Regions from separate parts of the Ornithorhynchus anatinus genome. Here region 1 is linked to region 2. A link is a contact called in public Hi-C data. All regions are on one chromosome and are shown on one strand. Each heading gives the region's core, a stretch centred on a gene start, on an enhancer-like site or on the middle of the called end of the contact. The rest is flanking DNA. Distances are from core to core; before and after follow the strand shown. Region 1 holds the start of DECR2 (peroxisomal 2,4-dienoyl-CoA reductase [(3E)-enoyl-CoA-producing]). Region 2 holds the start of CAPN15 (calpain-15).

Region 1 (4,593 bases), core at 786-3,285, 150 kb before region 2:
ACTACAGTACAACAGAGGTGGCAGTTGTGATCTCTGGCCACAAGGAGACTACAGACTACAGGGGGGCAGAGACATTAAGAGAGATAAGGGGGAGAGTAAGGATATGATGTGTGGTATTTACGCACCTACTATGTGGTTGAGGACCCACTATGTAATAGGTATCCATGTATCCACCGAGTCGCCATGAATCAGAAATGGTTCCACGGCATTTGATGATCATACTATATGTTAAAGCCCCGTACTAAGTGACATCACAACCCACGTGAGGCTCACGGTCTTAAGTAGAAGAGAGGACAAGCACCGAATCCCCATTTTACAGACGAGGGAAGTGAGGAACAGAAAGGTGAAGTGACTTCCCCAAGGTCACATAGGAAAAAGTGGTAGAAGTAGAACCTTAGGTGATCGGATTCCCAGGCCTGGGCTGCTGCTTCATGTGTACGTGAATGCTGTGGGGAGGGGCTGAGTATCAAAGTAGTTACGGGATGCGCAGCCAGGCACAGGGGAGTGTGGGTGGGGGGAATTACGGTTTAGCAAAGCCTCTTGGAGGTGTGGTTTCGGGAGGGTTTTGAAAGTGGTGGTCTGTCGCATATGAAGGGAGAACTAAAGTCAGGGAGAGGGCAGGGTTTGAGTGGAAAGGTAAGGTGTTGTGTTTGGGATATGTTACGTTTGAAATGTTGGCAGAACATACAAGTAGAGATGTCCTGAAGGCAGAAGGAAATATGAGACTGCAGGGGGAGAGAGGTCAGAACTGTAGAGCTAGATTTGGGAGTTATCCCCGAAGTTGTATGAACTCCCCATTTTACAGATGAGGCCACAAGAGAAAAGTTCAGTGATTTACTCATCACTCAGCAGGTCAGACTTCACTGGTACAAGGACTTCTCATATCCTGTATTGACTCCCTGCATCAGCCTCCTCAGTGACCTTTTTCAGTTTCACACCAATCCAGACCTCACTTTGTTGCCAGATCAATCTTACAAGAACGTTCAGTACAGTCTATCAAAAAATTACATGGTACTTATTGAGCACTTACCGTGCACAGAGCACTGTCCTAAACACGAGCGTCAGTATAACATAGTTGATAGTCATGTTCCTCAAGGGGCTTGGAGTCTAGGGGGGAGACAGACCTTAAATTACGATGTGCACTTAAGTGCCAAGGGTGAAGTGAATATCAAGGTATTAAAGTGCTTGAAAAACTCACAATGGCTGCCCATCCAACTCTCCATCAAAAGGAAACTTTAAGGCAGCGTTGTGTAGTCATCATCATTGTGAATGGTATGTGCCGAGCACTTCCTATGTGCAGAGCACTGCTCTAAGCTCTTGGGAGAGTAATAATAATAATAATGTTGGTATTTGTTAAGTGCTTACTATTTGCAGAGCACTGTTCTAAGCGCTGGGGTAGATACAGGGTAATCAGGTCGTCCCACGTGAAGCTCACAGTTAATCCCCATTTTACAGATGAGGGAGCTGAGGCCCAGATTAGTGAAGTGACTTGCCCACAGTCACACAGCTGATAAGTGGCAGAGCAGGGATTCGAACCCATGACCACTGACTCCAAAGCCCAGGCTCTTTCCATTGAGCCATGCTGAGTATAATACAATAGATTGGCAGAAACGTTCCCTGACCACAAGGAACTTACAGCCTAGTTGAAAGAGCAGGAGGCTAGTGGAAAGAACATGGCCCTGGCTTCTAATTCTATCTCTGACACTTGTCTACTGTGTGACCTTTGGCAAGTCACTTGACTCTCTCTGCCTCAGTTTCCTAAAACGCAAAACGGAGATTCTGTTCTCCCTCCTGGACTGGAAGGATTATCTCTGTTGCCGAATTGTCCATTCCAAGCGCTTAGGACAGTGCTCTGCACACAGTAAACGCTCACTAAATACGATCGAATGAATGAATGAATGAATGAACGAATGAATGAATGAATGAAGAGTTGCGCGCCAAGCGGTCTTCGGGTTGGGCGCCGCATCGCGCCTGCGCCCCTGGCGATGGTGTCAGTCGAGACTACAATTCCCGTCAGGCCCCGCGGCCGGCCCGAGCCGAGCCGAGCTGAGCCGAATCGAGCCGAGCCGAATCGAACCGAGTCGAGCCGAGGACAGGACCGGCCGAGGTTTCGCTGCCCCGTCAGTGCCCAAGGGAGGCTGGCCGGATCACTCACGATGGCTGGCTCCTCTCCGCCGCCGCCGGACGTGGCCACCGATGACTGCCTGCAGGAATATTCGTGCCTCTTCAGCCCGGACATCCTCCGGTGAGACCGGAACGGGTCCCCCCCTCCCTCCCCTGCCCTCCGACCCACTTAATACTAATCATGCTACTTGTTAGGCGCTTCCTAGGCGCCGGGCACTGTACCAGGCGCTGGGGTGGGTATAAGAGAAGCAGCCTGGCTCAGTGAAAAGAGCCCGGGCCTGGGGGTCAGAGGTCGTGGGTGCTAATCCCCGCCCCGCCACTTGTCTGCTGTGAGACTTTGGGAAAGCCAGTTCACTTCTTTGGGCCTCAGTTCCCTCACCTGTAAAATGGGGATTAAGACTGTGAGCCCCACGGGGGACAGCCTGATCACCTTGTATCCCCCCCAGTGCTTAGAACAGTGTTTGGCACATAGTAAACGAGATTAGCAAATACCGGCATTATTACTATTACCTCATCTGTAAAATGGGGATTAAGACCCTGAGCCCCACGTGGGACAACCTGATTAGCCTGTATTTACGTCAGCGCTTAGAATAGTGCTTGGCACATAGCGCTTAACAAATATTATTATTACAAACACATCGGGTTGGACACAGGCTCGGTGCCGCATAGGACTCATGGCCTTAATCCCCATTTTACAGACGAGGTAACAGAGGCACAGAGAAGTTAAGTGACTTCCCCAAGGCTCCGGCCCTTCCTGGCCCAACCTCGCCCTTGATTCCCCCTCCCGGAATGGGACTTCGGGTGTTCAATAAATCAATCGTATCGGTTGAGCGTTTACTGTGTAAAGAGTGCTGTGCGAAGCGTTAGGGAGAGTACAACAGAGTTAGTAGACGTCTCCTGCTCACAACCAGCCGCCCGGTATAACGCTTTGCACACAGAAGGCGCTCAGAAGTACTCAGCACTTAACCATGTGCTAAGTCCTGGGGTAGATATAAGATCAAGATCATCAGACAGGACCCAGACCTTGCTGCCCATGGGACTTACAATCTGCTTATCTCCATTTTTCAAATGAAGAACCTGAAATGCAGAGAGGTGAGGTGACATAATAATAATTGCACTGGAATCCCTTCAACCCTTACTAGGTGTAAGCACTCTACTAAGCGCTGGGATTAATACAAGATAATCAGGTGGGACACACACGGGGCTCCCAATCCAAATGAGGAAACTGAGGCATGGAGAAATACAGTGACTAGCTCAAGGTCAGGGGAGGGATTGTGTCTACCAACTGTCTTGTTTTGTACTTTCTCAAGCGTTTAGTGCAGTCCTCTGAACACCGGAACCGCTCAATAAATACAACTGATGAAGTGCTTGACCCTGAAAAACCTTCTCTGGACTCCACGGCACGCTCCACCTATCAGCCCTTCATCTTCCTATCATTCCTGTCCAGCTCCTCAAACCATTCATTCAGTCGTATTTCTTGAGCACTTACTGGGTGCAGAGCACTGTACTGAATGCTTGGAAAGTACAATTCTGCAACAGAGACAATCCTTGCCCACAATGGGCTCACAGTCTAGAAGGGGGGAGACAGGCATCAAAACAAGTAAACAGGCATCAGTAGCATCAATATAAATAAATAGGATTATAGACCAGTTTTTTGCACCCGCTGCCTCCATTTCCTCTCCTTTAAGTCCTTCCTTTACCTGCTACCATCCAACTTCTGCCCCCTGAACTTCACAAAAACTGCCCTCTTGTCCTCACCAAGTCTCAGCTCTGTCACAATCCTGTTTGACCTATCAGCTGCTTTCGACACTGTGAACCGCCCTCTTTTCCTGGAAACGCTCTCTCACCTTGGTTTTGCTGACAGTCCTTTTTTTGTTTTTTTGTGGGGGGAGGTTTATTGGTATTTGTTAAAATGCTCTCCCCTCCTTTAAAACCTTATTAAAAGCACATCTCTTCCAAGAGGCCTTTCCAACTAAACCTTCATCTCCTGTACCCGCACTTGGATCTGGCCCATTTAACTCTTGGTAGCCACTCCTCCCTCAGCTTCCCAGCACTTATGTTCATGTCCGTAATTTATTTTCAGGTCTGTCTCCCCGTCTAGGCCGTAAGCTCCTTGTGAGTAGGGAAGGGGTCTACAAACTCTGTAGTATCGGACTCTCCCAAGCACTTAGTGCAATTATCTGCATACGGTATGCGCTCAGTAAATATCACTGGTTGTTTGATGGATTGATTGATTGACTGACTGATTGTCTGTCCACAGGGGCAAGGTGGCCTTCATCACCGGAGGAGGCTCAGGAATCGGCTTTCGCATTGCTGAGATTTTCATGAGGTAACGGGTCAGCCCAGGGGAGCCTGTCGTTTTCCACTTTTGCCCTCCCCTGCCCGATCTTGGGGATGCGGGCCCGAGGGTAGCCCTGCCCGGGCGGCGGGGAAGGTGGCTGTCTGGTCTGCGTCCTTGCTCCGCAGTGC
Region 2 (4,538 bases), core at 892-3,391:
CACAGACCATCCTCCACCCCTGACTCCATCCTTGACCCTGCTTGGACCCTCCGACACCCATGACTCTCCCCAAGTGACCCAGCACAGACCATACAACAGTCCCGACCTTTCCCCAGTGACCCAGCTCGAACTATCCACCACCCTTCACTCTCCCCTCTCAATCCTTGACTCTCCCCCAGTGACCCAACAAAGATCATCCACCACTCCTGACTCCCCCCTCTCCATCCCTGTCTCTCCATCCAGTGACCTAGCAAGGACCAATCCGCAAACCAGTGGGATAATGATAATTATTATGGTATTGGTTAAGCACTTACTATGTACCGGGAACTATATTAAGAACTGAGGAGGATACATGCAAACCGGGTTAGACGTAGTCCCTGCACTGGGTGGGGTTCACAGTCTCAATCCCCATTTTACAGGTAAGGTAACTGAGGCCCAGAGAAGTAAAGTGACTTACCCAAGGTCACACTGCAGACACGTGGAGCCAGGATTAGAACCCATGACCTTCTGACTCATGGCTGTGCTCTGTGCACACTGCCTTACTGCTTCTCATGACCTGGAGGGTGATAGCAGGGGTGGAGGGTGGAACACAAGTTATTCCACAGCAGTAAAGATGATGCGGTCGGGGTCTTGGGCTCCACGACGTCTTGGGTTATTCCCCCGCAACCAGTGGGGCTACGGTTCAGAAGATAGAAGGGCAGGGCAATGGGGGTGACCGGAAGGGAAGCCCACAGCTCCTGCTCTGAGGTCCCGGGGCCCAGCTGTGCATCGGGACACCCGGGCACATCTCCACGCCCGGCGAGGGGATCGGGGTTAGGTTCGGCACCCCGGAGCGGGGTTGCGGGACGAGAGAAGCGGGAACCAACCCGAACTTGATTCATTCCCCCACCTCTTTGCTGGAGCCGCTGGGTAAGGTGAAGTCATTGGGAATTCCCCAACCTATAGGTGCACGTGTATGCGCGGGTGCTCGCCAAAGCCCCCTTGAAGCCAGGACGCAGGCCGGGGAGGGATTGGGGAAGGCTCTGGAAGCAGGGGGATGGACGGGTTGACCTCTCGGAGGCCGAGGCCGCTCCCACCGGGCCCAGCAGAACCAGGTGTGGGGAGTGGAGGGTGTGGAGCTGAGGCAGGGCCATCGCTTCCTTTCTTGAGTCACCCTTGCACGGGGGAAGCTGGGGGGCAAACTCATCAACCTTGCCCTCCGCCTCCGCCACAGGGCCCGGACCCCGCCTGGGTGGGGTGGGGGGGGGTCTCTGCTGACATGGAGGAGGTGGAGGTGGGGGGCTGGAGGCACCGGCCGACGGGGGAGACGGGGTGTCAGTGTTTGGGGGTCTGGGGGTGGCTCCCCGGGTGTCCGTGAGGCCTGGTCTGTGGGATTTGGGGTGACAGTCTCCGGGGCCCAGGTGGGAGGGTGGTCAGCACAAGCTAGGGGAGCGATGCCGGTCACGGGCTGACCCCGAGGGGCTTCTCTGAGCCCGGGATGGGGCGGCGAGGGGGACGGGGAAGGCCGGGGGGGGGGGGCAGTGCCCTCCCTAAGGATGCAGGGAAAAGAGCAGCAGTTTCGTTTTGGAGTGAATACGATTGAATGAATACTGAATGACTGCTCAGGACCGGTCAAGGGGACGCGGCGGAGGGGGCTGACGAGACAAGGGCGGGGGGGCCCCCAACTCCCGCCTCCCGCCACGGCCCGAGGCGGCTGTGGGAGCCTCGTCGCCTCCCGCCCCCTCCACCTGGGGAGGCCCGCTCGCCCGCCGGGCATTCTGGGAGTTGTAGTTTGCACCCCCCCGCCCCCGCCGCCCAGACCTCCACGTTCCGCGCCGCCTCTCTCCCAGATCCCCGGCCCCGCCAGCCCCCCCCAGTCCCGGGAAGTCATCCGGGGGCTCCGTGCCCCGTCCACGCCACCTGTCAGGGCCCCGGGCCGGGGCTCCCCAAGGACGTGGGGCCCCGAGGACTACAACTCCCAGCGGGCCCGGGGGCGGGGGGGCGGCTCCCGTCCGAGCTTCCGCTCTGGCTCCCCGCGGCCTGCTGGGACGTGTAGTCTCCGCGGGCGATTCTCGGAGGCCCTTACGCTGCCCGCTCAACGTAGCCGCCGGGGCCGCCTATGGAGGGCTACGCTACGGAGGCGGCGTAAGCCCGGGCTTCTGGACTCCCGGGCCGGGCCGGGCCGGGCCGGGCCGGGCAAGGCCCTGCACTGCACTGAAGGCGCCGGCCGGAGGAGGTGAGTCCGTCCGTCCGTCCGTCCGTCCGTCTGACTGTCCGTCTGACTGTCTGTCTGTACGTGCGTGTGTGTGTCCATGTGTCTGGGGGAGGGGGAGGGCTCGTCGTCCTCCCCCCCCACCCCCATCCTGCAGGACCGCCGACCCCAGCCCGGCCGAGAAGGATGACAATTAATAATAATCGCAAGAATGGGGGCATTTCTTAAGCGCCCAACGTGTCGCCGGCCACCGTGCCGAGCGCTGGGGCCGATCCGAGCCAGGGGGGTTGGACCCAGTCCCCTGTCCCATGCGGGGCCCCGTTTCCACCGAGGAGGCGCCACGGACAAGTTAAGTGACCTGCCCAAGGCCCCACAGCGGGCAGGTGGTCGAGGTCCCCGCCCTTTCGCGGGGAGGGTCAAGTGGACGGGCACCCCCCCCCACCCCCGAAGGACCGGGCCAGTAATAATTCATAATAATTAGGGTACTCCGAAAGCGTTTACGGGGTGCCGGGCACTGTTCTAAGCGCTGGGGGAGCCGCAAGTTAGGTTGGAGACCTTCCCTGTCCCGCACGGGGTTGACCCTCTTAATCCCCCTTTTACCGATGAGGGAACTGAGGCCCCGAGGAAATGAAGTGACTTACCCAAGGTCACCCAGCAGGCGGGTGGGTTGTGGGTTCTAATCCCTGCACCGCCACCCGTCGGCTGGGTGACCTTGGGCAAGTCACTGAACTTCCCCGGGCCTCAGTCCCCTCATCTGTAAAGTGGGGATTAAGACTTTGAAACCCATGTGGGACAGACCGATGACCTTATATCTACCCCAGCAGTTAGAACAGTGCTTGGCATGTAGCGAGCGCATAACGAACACCGTCATTGTTATTACTATTAGGTGGTTCAGTGGGGATTAGAACCCATGACCTTCCGACCGCCAGGCCAGGGCAGCAGGGAAGACCCGTGTCTGCTGGCATCGCCCTCTTCCCCCTCCTTGGGCCGATCTTAGTTTCCCCTTCCGCCCTCGGGACAGCTCAGAGAGGGAGCGGGTGGGGACGAGAGCCCCCAGAGAAGCCCCCTGGGTGGGGGTGGCGGGGATGCCAAGGTCCCCCGCGGAACCCCCGGGACTCTGTCGTTTCCCAGCCCCGAACTCTGCCAGCCGTGATCTCGGGCCAGCCTCGTGCTGGGCCTGGCTGGTGTCCAGCATGAACCCTGAGGTGCCCGGGTGAGCCTCCAAGTCAGGGAGATGGGACACAAAGTCAGGGGCACAGTCGGGTTGACCAGACTGGCAGAGCCCTGTGATCCTAGAGAGGGGTCACTCTCGTCAGCCTCCAGAAGAACTTTAATTCCCGCTCTCAGCTCCGGTCCGGGCCCGGCGTGGCTGACACAGGGGTGCTCAACTCCACCTCCAGTGTCCCGGAAATGGGGAGATTTGGGGGTCGTTCCTGGAAGTCTGGGTAGGTCTGCTCGGTGGAGGGGCTTCGACTGGTCCGCGAGGGAAAGAGTGCGATATAGGTTTGGATCGGCGACCTGGTTTCCGGCTGGGTAGAGGAACCCCATTATCTCAACCCCCGGGCCTCCGAAATTACTTGTCATAATAATAATAATGATGATGATTATGATGATGGTATTTGTTAAGCGCTTACTATGTGCCAGGCAGTGTACTAAGTGCAGGGCTGGATACAGGCAGATTGAGTTGGACACAATCTCTATCCCCTGTGGGGCTCGCAGTCTCAATCCCCATTTTACAGATGAGGCAACGGAAGCCCAGAGAAGTGAAGTGACTTGCCCAAGGTCACAGCAGACGAGTGGCGGGGCCGGGATTAGAACCCACGACCTTCTGATTCCCAGGGCCTTGCTCTGTCCACTAAACCGTGCCACTTCTAGCAGATTTTGGGGGGTCGGAGGGCGGCCTGGATCCCCCGCACTTGCAAACTGTTGTCCAGTGGAAGGAGAGTCCGTCCTCTGGAGGCCAATCCTATTGGACACCAGCATCTGCTGGGCTGTGTGGATTGGGAGGCAGGCTCCCTCCGGATTGGATGCGGGGGGAGTCTCCCCCTGGATTGGGAGGCAGGCTCCCCCGTATCAGGTATTGCCCTGTTTTTTTAATTAGTGAGGTGTACATCCCCTTGATGCTATTTATCGTGATTAAGTTGTCTTGTTTTTGTCTGTCTGTCTCCCCCAATTAGACTGTGAGGCCGTCAGTGGACAGGGATTGTCTCTGTCTGTTGCCGAATTGTACATTCCAAGCGCTTAGTACAGTGCTCTGCACATAGTAAGCGCTCAATAAATACTATTGAATGAGACAATCTCCCCTGGAAGAGGGAGAGGGTCTCCCTCCATACTGGGAGGGGGGCTC

The links. Hi-C and Micro-C count contacts between places; a contact is called where the count stands out from the background.
Region 1: a contact with region 2 is called in a Hi-C map of liver, with 5 times the contacts expected there. The contact joins the promoter of DECR2 here to the promoter of CAPN15 in region 2. A contact is called at or near these places in 2 of 2 Hi-C or Micro-C datasets (fibroblasts and liver).

What each region holds. Positions count from the first base shown.
Region 1 is chr21:15,357,328-15,361,920 of mOrnAna1.pri.v4, reverse strand. DECR2 (peroxisomal 2,4-dienoyl-CoA reductase [(3E)-enoyl-CoA-producing]) reads left to right here and starts at 2,035. Exons shown (of 8, transcript XM_007663658.3): 1 at 2,035-2,245; 2 at 4,385-4,453. The coding sequence starts at 2,157.
Region 2 is chr21:15,203,874-15,208,411 of mOrnAna1.pri.v4, reverse strand. It overlaps CAPN15 (calpain-15), which reads left to right and starts at 2,141. Exons shown (of 12, transcript XM_029049301.1): 1 at 2,141-2,215.